Linked DNA regions of Mus musculus: region 1 is linked to region 2. A link is a contact called in public Hi-C data. All regions are on one chromosome and are shown on one strand. Each heading gives the region's core, a stretch centred on a gene start, on an enhancer-like site or on the middle of the called end of the contact. The rest is flanking DNA. Distances are from core to core; before and after follow the strand shown.

Evidence for each region. A called contact is a pair of places that touch in the nucleus more often than the background predicts.
Region 1: a Hi-C map of uterus shows a contact between it and region 2, with 4 times the contacts expected there. The contact joins two enhancer-like sites. A contact is called at or near these places in 1 of 15 datasets of contacts at CTCF or cohesin (the NIH/3T3 cell line), 4 of 484 Hi-C or Micro-C datasets (myocytes, nephron progenitors and uterus) and 1 of 115 datasets of contacts at active chromatin or transcription factors (the NIH/3T3 cell line).

What each region holds. Positions count from the first base shown.
Region 1 is chr10:68,352,713-68,356,739 of GRCm38.p6, forward strand. No RefSeq gene overlaps it. Among named protein-coding and RNA genes, the nearest start is that of Gm32748, 14 kb to the left of the region's middle. Within about 2 kb of position 2,214, at least 118 of the 459 cell types and tissues checked have an H3K27ac peak or open chromatin away from gene starts, as enhancers often do. A contact at or near this core is called in the NIH/3T3 cell line, myocytes, nephron progenitors and 1 more, where this site is marked.
Region 2 is chr10:69,183,503-69,188,140 of GRCm38.p6, forward strand. It overlaps a transcript of Rhobtb1 not described here. Among named protein-coding and RNA genes, the nearest start is that of A930033H14Rik, 27 kb to the right of the region's middle. Within about 2 kb of position 2,564, at least 194 of the 459 cell types and tissues checked have an H3K27ac peak or open chromatin away from gene starts, as enhancers often do. A contact at or near this core is called in the NIH/3T3 cell line, myocytes, nephron progenitors and 1 more, where this site is marked.

The DNA of each region.
Region 1 (4,027 bases), core at 964-3,463, 830 kb before region 2:
AGGTACCCATAGGGGCCAGAGGTAGCAGGTCCGCCTGGAGCTGGAGTTACAGCTGATTGTAAGAGGCCTGATGTAAATGAACTGCAGTTCTTTTAACTTAATTGCTGAGCTGTCTCTCTGGAAGCCATTTTTTTTTTTTTTTCTTTTTGAATACATTCAAAGGGTCATGGGCTTCCACAACAATGGACAGACCGGGGAGGAAGGTAATTTGTACATTCTACATGTCCAGCAAGGTTGGGCCGGCCCATCATGAATCTGGCCAGACTCTCTTTCCAACTTCACAGAGCCCCATTGGCTAGACAAGTCAGCCATGATCTCCGGAGTGTCACACACTCCAAAATTCTGAGGACACATTTCAAAATCCTGCCCCATTAAATAGTTATTTTTATATATAAAAGAGATTTATTCAGCCGGGCGTGGTGGCGCACACCTTTAATCCCAGCACTCCGGAGGCAGAGGCAGGTGAATTTCTGACTTTGAGGCCAGCCTGGTTTACAGAGTGAGTTCCAGGACAGCCAGGGCTACACAGAGAAACCCTGTCTCGAAAAACCAAAAAAAAAAAAAAAAAAAAAGAGAGAGAGAGAGAGAGAGAGAGAGAGATTTCATTTTTAGTGCTGTGTGTGTGTAGCTGTGTGTGTGGAGGTGAGTGTGTGGAGGTGTGTGCATGTGTGAGGGCAGGTGCCTTTACATCCAGAAGAGGGCATCAGGTGTGCAGGAGCTGGAATTACACGCGGTTGTGAGCCTTCTGATGTAGGTGCTGAGAACCAAATTTGGATGCCTTGTAAGGAGGAGCACCCACTCTGAACTGTGGGTCTTTCCAGTCTCTTAAAATTCTTCGGGGTGGGGGTGGGAGGAGTGTGGGGGGTTGGCGTGAGGTCATGGCTTACAACTCTTTTTAAAAGATGTAAGTTTCACGACTCCCTGTACACCAAAGAACAACTTCATTTCATATTCCTTCTGGAGTGTCTTGACTGTAGCCATTAGCAATCCATCCTCCGTTTTCCTAGCCCGTATTTTCTTACAGCCTCGCCGAGAGACGCCGAGTTTTTGACCCAGTGTGAGAAAATATTAAGATGGTTCTGAGATTTCATCACCCGACGAAAATAAGGAATCCCCAAACTGCAGGGTCATGGATGGACTTTGGGGCTCGGGTTTCCAGAGGGGTCAGATTTCCCCTGGCTCCTCAAGTCTAGTGGAGAGAGGCTGGGTCTGAAGCAGTATCGGTTTTTCTGGCACCAGAACCACGGCTGAACACTAATGCGTTTAACAGTTGGACTTATTTTTAATCTACTGTATTAGGGAGCGCAAATTTAATCAAGAACAAAATGTTACCGACGGTGTTTTTGTTTCTGCGCATGCATACATTCCCAGTGCTGTCTCCGGTTCTCTTGAGCTACAAGCTCTCTGACTTATTTCATAACATTAGATTTTTTTTTTTTTAAGTGCCAATGTTTGTGGAGGGTGAAGAAGGAGAGAAATAAGGAGCTGGAGACGCCCCCCCCCCATCATTAAAGAAATAATTGCAGTACAGATTTTTTAACAATTGCTCTCCCTGCAGTGAATGTTGTTATGGACGGAGCTAATAAATGTCTTCAACCATTACTGCTGGGATACACTTTTGGCTTATTTTTCTGCCATTGGGAGGCATGGCTGGGTTGAGACATTCGGTTTTTTTTTTTTTAGCTCCCCCCCCCACCCCCCCCCCCCCCCCCGCCAACACCACCCCCCCTTAATCAAAGAAAGAGATCTTATCTCCCTAGCCAGCCTAGCTTACCCCCTCCCTCTGCCCTCCTCCCTGGATGCCTAGTTTACTGAAACCTGACTTGCAGGTCAGGGAACTGGTAACAGATTAATTTTACTCAAAGAGGAACACTAAGTATTTTGGCTGGGACACATGAGAATCCTGTTATAATATTACCATTTTCCCCTTTCTAAATTAAATATTAGGAAAAATTAAGCCAAGTAGTGGCCCACGCTACAGTGGAAAGTATTTCTCTCACAAACACGGGGAGATAAATGCTTGTGTGAGTGAAGGCACAATAAATACACATTATGTTAAAAAACCTAAGATTATGCAGGTTTTAGAGTTATAGCTAAAAGTGGTTTAGTGTTTCATGCCTAATAATAGATTACGCCTATCATATTTCCAACCTTCATTTCTCCTCCCTTTGAAGTCCAGCCATATAAAGGTTGTTTGTTGAACCACACTAAAGTTAAAGCAAACATTACTTAGGGTGATTCATACTGGCAAGAATTTGCAATGAAGGCAGTGGTGTGTGTGTGTGTGTGTGTGTGTGTGTGTGTGTGTGTGTGTGGTGTGCCTGAGTCAAAGGAAATGAAATGTTTGTAATATTTTTTTTCGGTTGATAAATTTATTAAAACATTCTAGAAGCTTCTAAGGGAAGCAGGGCTGACATACATAGACTCTCTGCAAACAGATTACACCCGGGGCCCCGTGGGGGAGGCAGACCTTAAAAGAGGGAAAAATTCTCTGGATTTCAGAAATTGCCACCAGGTCACAGCAATACTTAATTAACTGAATCCATTAACAGAAGGCTGTAACCTAGTTGTTAAGAAGAAGGAAAAAACAAAAGACAAAAAAAACCACACACACACACACACAAAAACAAAACAAAACAAAACAAAACAAAACAAAAAACCAAGAAAACAAAAAACAAAAAGAAAGAAAGAAAAGGAAGAGCAAAGTTAGGGAGTAGCTAGATTCATTTACTCCTCTGTTCTGTGCTTAGGATTAGCCTTTCAGAATGAGCAACCTGATTTTTTTTTTTTTAAAGGATCCATTTACCTTCCAGGCCTTTTCATAGCAAAACATTTTGTAGGGTTGCAAAAGAGATTAATTTGTTGCCAGTTGCTCCATACTGGCAGGGTTTCTGAATAAAGAATGTAAGCAATCTATCTTTGTTTGTAAGATATAATTAATCTGGCAGTTAAAATTCTTTGGAAACATTCTGATGACTTATGTGGAAAAGTGGAGCAAAGATTTCAAAGAAAAACTCAGAACTGTGTGCAGGGGAAGATAAAAGATATATGAAGTGTTTGTTCTAAGCGATACTATTCATTTACAGATCATAACGTAGCCCCACCCTGGCAATTATTCTGGAAAACAAGACAAATCTTTGTCTAGAGCCTTCTGACGGCGGTCTTGATTTGACAAACAAAATAAGCACATTACTGTTGTACTCTAATAGACTGCAAGCTGTTTTATTAGAGTCAGCTGAATCCTGTTTTGCATAAAAAAGAACACTGTTTGCTATGGAGAACACATTTATGTTAATAGGACTTTGACAAAGTAAAATAAAATCGCATTAAGATGCTGCAAAGAGATAAGACAATGAAATCTCCGGGAGAGAGAGAGAGTTTTGGCACACACTAATTACAGTCACGTCCCTGCAGGAAAAGAATATATTTTTACACCAACTATCCATGTGTTTGAAAATGCAGAGAGCTTAAAGCATAATTCCTGGTCTCGGCATTTCCTGGATGCGTCAGGCCCCGTGTGTCACTAAGGTGGTGACTGTTTTAAAGGAGTCTATCTGATAAATCCCACTTTCATTTTCAGCAGCAAAGGCAGGTTTCTTTCTGAATGTGAGCGAGCCTGCCATCATCCTGCTTAGTTTGAAGGGACTTTCCAATATAGGGCCGCTGAAAACAAGGTTTTAGATTACATGGTAATTTAGGAATGCATGAAAAGTGAAGCAGTTACCATAATAGGGTTCTGGGTAAACTTCATGGTTTTTAGAGCAAAACATAACAACATATGTTTTGTGATTTGTCTCAATGATTATATACATATATATATATATGTATATATATATATATATGTATATATATGCAATTTTGTTCGGGTACTATCAAAATATTTGGAGGCCTCATCTGTGCACAGCATTTTTATAACCTTATTTTGAAAACTGATGTCTCTTCTTTTAGTTCAGTCATTAAAAGGCAGGCGATGATGGACGCCTGAATGCCTTGGGTTTTATGACTAGTCAGTTCCTGGCAGCGGCCA
Region 2 (4,638 bases), core at 1,314-3,813:
TTGAATTTGTAAAAATTCTGTGGGAATCTTTAAAGTTATTTATGGGATGTCAACATTACCGTACCATCTTGGGGATACATGAGAAAGGAAAGGTTCTAACTGTAAGGCGATGTGCTTATAAGTGTCAAATTGACAAGGAGCCAGTTGTTTGGGCTAGTTTTATTTCAACTTGTCACAAACTAAAGTCATCAGAGAGGAGAGAGCCTCAGTTGCAAAAATGCCTCCCTCCACAGATTGGGTTGTAGGCAGGCATGCAAGGCATGTTCTTGATTAGCAATAAACGGGAAGGGCTGGAGCCATTGTGGGTGGTGCCATCCCTGGGCCTGGGTCCTATAGGAAAGAAGGCTGACCAAGCCATGGGGAGCAAGCCAGAAAGCAGCATCCCTCCATGGCTTCTGCATCAGCTCCTGCCTCCAGGTTCCTGTCCTGTTTGAGTTCCTGTCCTGACTGCCTATGATGATGAATTGTGATTTGGAAGTCAAATGAGCCCTGTCCTCCCGGAGTGTTTTATCACAGTAGTAATAATCCTCCCTAAGTCAGTCATGCTGTTCATCATCTATAAACCTGGGATAATAATACTCACCAAAAGGACTACTAATAGATAACAAAGAATCAATCATTCTGGATCCTAGCAGTACAAAAAAAAAAAAAAAAGCAATTGTATTTTTTTTTAGAGATTTATTTATTTATTTATTTACTTACTTTACATGAGTACACTGTAGCTCTCTTCAGACACACCAGAAAAGGGCATCAGGTCCCATTACAGATGGTTGTGAGACACCATAAGGTTGTTGGAAATTGAACTCAGGACCTCTGGAAGAGCAGTCAGTGCTCTTAACCACTGAGCCATCTCTCCAGTCCCACAATTGTATTTATTCTCAGAATTCTTGAAGCCGAGTAGATTATAGACGTAAAACAAGTTGTTTCAACAATACTTACTGGATCCCATGAAATGTACAGGAGTAAAATGTGATGCCCTTGGCTTAAGTTGAAAATAATGTAGGTCCAAGTGCATTTAAAGATAAGGAGATGGCTCAGTAAAATGCTTACCAAGTTCAGCTCCCAATACCTATGCAAAATCCAGGCATGACTACGGTGCCTGTTTTTCCTAGCGCTGAAGAGATGGGGCTTCATGGCCAGACAGCCTAGCCTAGAGCACCGAACTTCAAGTGCAGTGAGAAACCCTGTCTCAAAAAACAAGGTGGAGAGCCATGGCAGAAGACACCCCATAATAATCCAGGGCCTCCATCAGCACACATGCATGCGAACACACTTGAATCTCACGGCTTCCCAACGGTCTTAGTTTGGGTTTTATTGCGGTTAAGAGACATATGATCAAGGCAGCCCTTACAAAGGCAAATATTTAACTGGGGCTGGCTTATGGTTTTAGAGGTTCAGCCCATTATCATCACTGTGGAAGCATGGCAGCATCCAGGTAGACATGGTGCTGGGGGAGCCGGGAGTTCTACATCTCTATCTGATCAGCAGGCAGCCCTGGATTCTTTTGTAGGCAGCCAGGAGTAGGGTCTCTTCTGCACTGAGTGGAGCATGAAGGCTAGGAGACCTCAAAGCCCACCTACACAGTGATGTACTTCCACCAGCCAGGCCACACCTCCTCATAGTGCCACTTCCCATGGGCCAAGCATATTCAAACCACCACACCCACTCGGTACTGTGCAGCATAGTGCTTGACTGCCATTACCCACTACTGACTGGCCTCCACACTGCCGATGCCTGCCATTACGAAAGAGCATTGAATGTTGTGTTGTGAAAAACACAAAGGTTCAAAAAAAGTGTGGTTTCTGTTGAATCCGTTTATTACTTTCAAATCAACTTAAAGACCAAAGATCCAGGCTTCCTAAATGGTACCTTCTTTCTCCTGTATGCTCGGGTTCTCCTACATGCTTGGCACCCTTGACATGGTGTTTGCTGAGCAACGACAAGCTCAGCAAATGCTTAATGGATGGGCGATAGATGTACTGAAACAAGCCTGCTTTTCCTGAAGTCATGAAATTATCCCCCAAACAGGGAAGTTTGAGTTCTGTGAGTCATTTAAACTCTCCGCTAAGGCCAAGATTTGGGGGAGGGGGGGCTGGAGAAGCAGCTTAGCCTGAAGAGCACCTTTTGATCCCTCAGAAAGCCCCGTGGTTTCTGTTTCCAGCACCCACATGGTGGGTCACAAACCATGACTCCAGTTCCAGGGGATCCAGTGCCCTCTTCTGTCCTCTGGGACACCAGGCATAGAAGTGCTGTATAGAGACAAAATACTCATACACATAGAAGTTTTAATTATTATTAAGAAATCTAGGAAGAAAAGAGCAGATAGTATCCCTAGTTTTCCAAGTGTTTAAAAAAAAAAAAAAAAAAACACCATGAGTTAATGTTTTCCCTATGCGTGAAATTAGTGACGCTCCTTGCCCAGAAATAAGTATCAATTTGGCAACTGGTGAAATGTTTGCATATTTTCCTCGGAACGAACTGACTTCATAAAAAGGGAAGGAGCCGGAGTTTCTGGTTTCTGGGGCCCTGGAAGCTAAGAGCTGAACGTATAAACAGTGAGTAACACATTAGTCATAGTCCGCAGCTGCTCCCTGGCAGGACAAGAAATAACAGGCTCAAAATACTGCGGAGAACCAGGCTTGACAAAAAAAAAAAAAAAAAAAAAAAAAAAAAAAAAAAAGGCATTTCTCTCAAAGAGTGAGTCTCAGTCAGATGGCCCGGGAAAGCGCGTGTCTGGAGGGATTGTGGGATTGTTTTCTGTGTCATTCGTATAGATAATCCACGAACCTGTTTTGATGAGTTTTTAGTTGTCTTCTTTCATAAAAGCTGACGGGATAGAATGATTTTCGGTCTTGATTTTTTTTTTTTTTTTTTTCTAGAAACTTGACTCATTTCACACATGTCCCCTAGAGGGCAGCAGTGGCCCAAAACACAGGCCAGGATCTAACCCTTTGGCGCCAGTCTGTCCACTGCTTAGGTCCTGCAACTGCTTCCTTCAAGTTGTCAGTGGTGTGATCATTTCTATCCCGTTGTGTCTATCTAGAAAACCCACTAAACCTGAGAAAACAAAATAAGAGTTCATTTCACAACGTTTGGGATGGAATTATATGAGGTTTACATTTTGTCTTTCTATATATGACCTGTACACACATAGCCTAGGCCGGTGCTTCTCAACCTGTGGGTCTCCCACCCTCTCACTGAGGTTGCCTAGGACCATCAGAAACCCCAGATATTTATGGTACATTCCACAGCAGCAACAAAATTACAGTTACAAAGTAGCAATGAAAATAATTTCATGGTTGGAGGTCACCACAAAATGAGGCACTGTATTGAAGGGTCACGCAGCATTCGAAGGCTGAGAGCCACTGGTTCAGGTGACCCTGTGCCTGTGGGCGTGTAGAGAATATAGATGCTTGAAAGCAAGAAGTCAAAGCTTCTGCCCTTTATGGAGAAATCAAAACTATTCCAGGCATTGCCAAGTCTCTATCCATGCTTGTTCTCACTCTGAGGTTACTACGTATGGAAGAATTGGTTTGATGGTAGATTTAGTAAGGAATAGGACAAAGAAATAAGGGTAGGTGGCTTAGTCTAGAAAGGGTAGCAGACTGACTTGATATACGGAGGATGGCTATTCGATTTGGAGATTGTAAGTGGCAACGTTAATTTTAAAATGTTCCTTTTACGATGTAAAGCATGGCAATCTGGGGAGACACAGCTCCGAACAGCATCCAATTCTGGTAGTGCACAGGGCTTCCTGTTGTGGTGGTGGCAAACCAGCACAGGGTGCATCCCAGAAAGATGAAGGCGAGAACCTGAGTGTACAATTTTCAGATGCTGAGGTCTTAACACTGTTCTTTAAATATTTCGTTTCTGCTCAGAGACATTTTTATTCAAAGGACACAACTTTTACAAGGTGGCAGGTTTTTTGTTTGTTTGTTTGTTGTTTGTTTGTTTGTTTGTTTGCAAGGGTACCTCAAGAGCTTCCCATGATCCTTGTGAATTTATCTTCCGGGATCTCTCTGGCTGTGTTTAAGTTGTTTGCTGAACGGACTTTATTCTTTTTCCTGCTGTGAAATTAAGGGCAAGAAGGAAACCACACATATGCTACAAAAGGGTTGCGTGATGTCAGATCTGAACTGGTCTTGACAGATGTGGGCTGAGAAGGGTGGGTTTGTACACAAAATTCAGGGCAGTGAAAACCATCTCTCCACACATCCCTGAGTGGATTTGAGGATGTTCCTATCATAGCTTTTCCTCAAATCCAGTGCTGTGTCCTGTCTCCACAAGATAGATTGTCTGTGCATCTTGTGGCTGGAGATTACATGTCTGACAAGTGACGTGGGAACATTCAGATACTGCATACCAAGTTGCAATCCATGTCACAGTCAGAACTTTATGTATATGCTAGGAAATGTTCGCAGCTGCAACACCCTGGCTGGTAAGTGTTTGTGGTGGCCTAGTGCTATGTTGAGAATGATACCGCCCAGCCCCTTGGAACAGGTGCCTCTTTTAGTGGCTCTAACTCTGAGGAGTCAAAGAAACGGAATCCCAGTGTGGACAGTGTGATATTTGTGATATTTACGGGAAGGGGACAAACTGTAACAAGTGGAGCTGTGGATTATTGTTTACCCTTGTTTT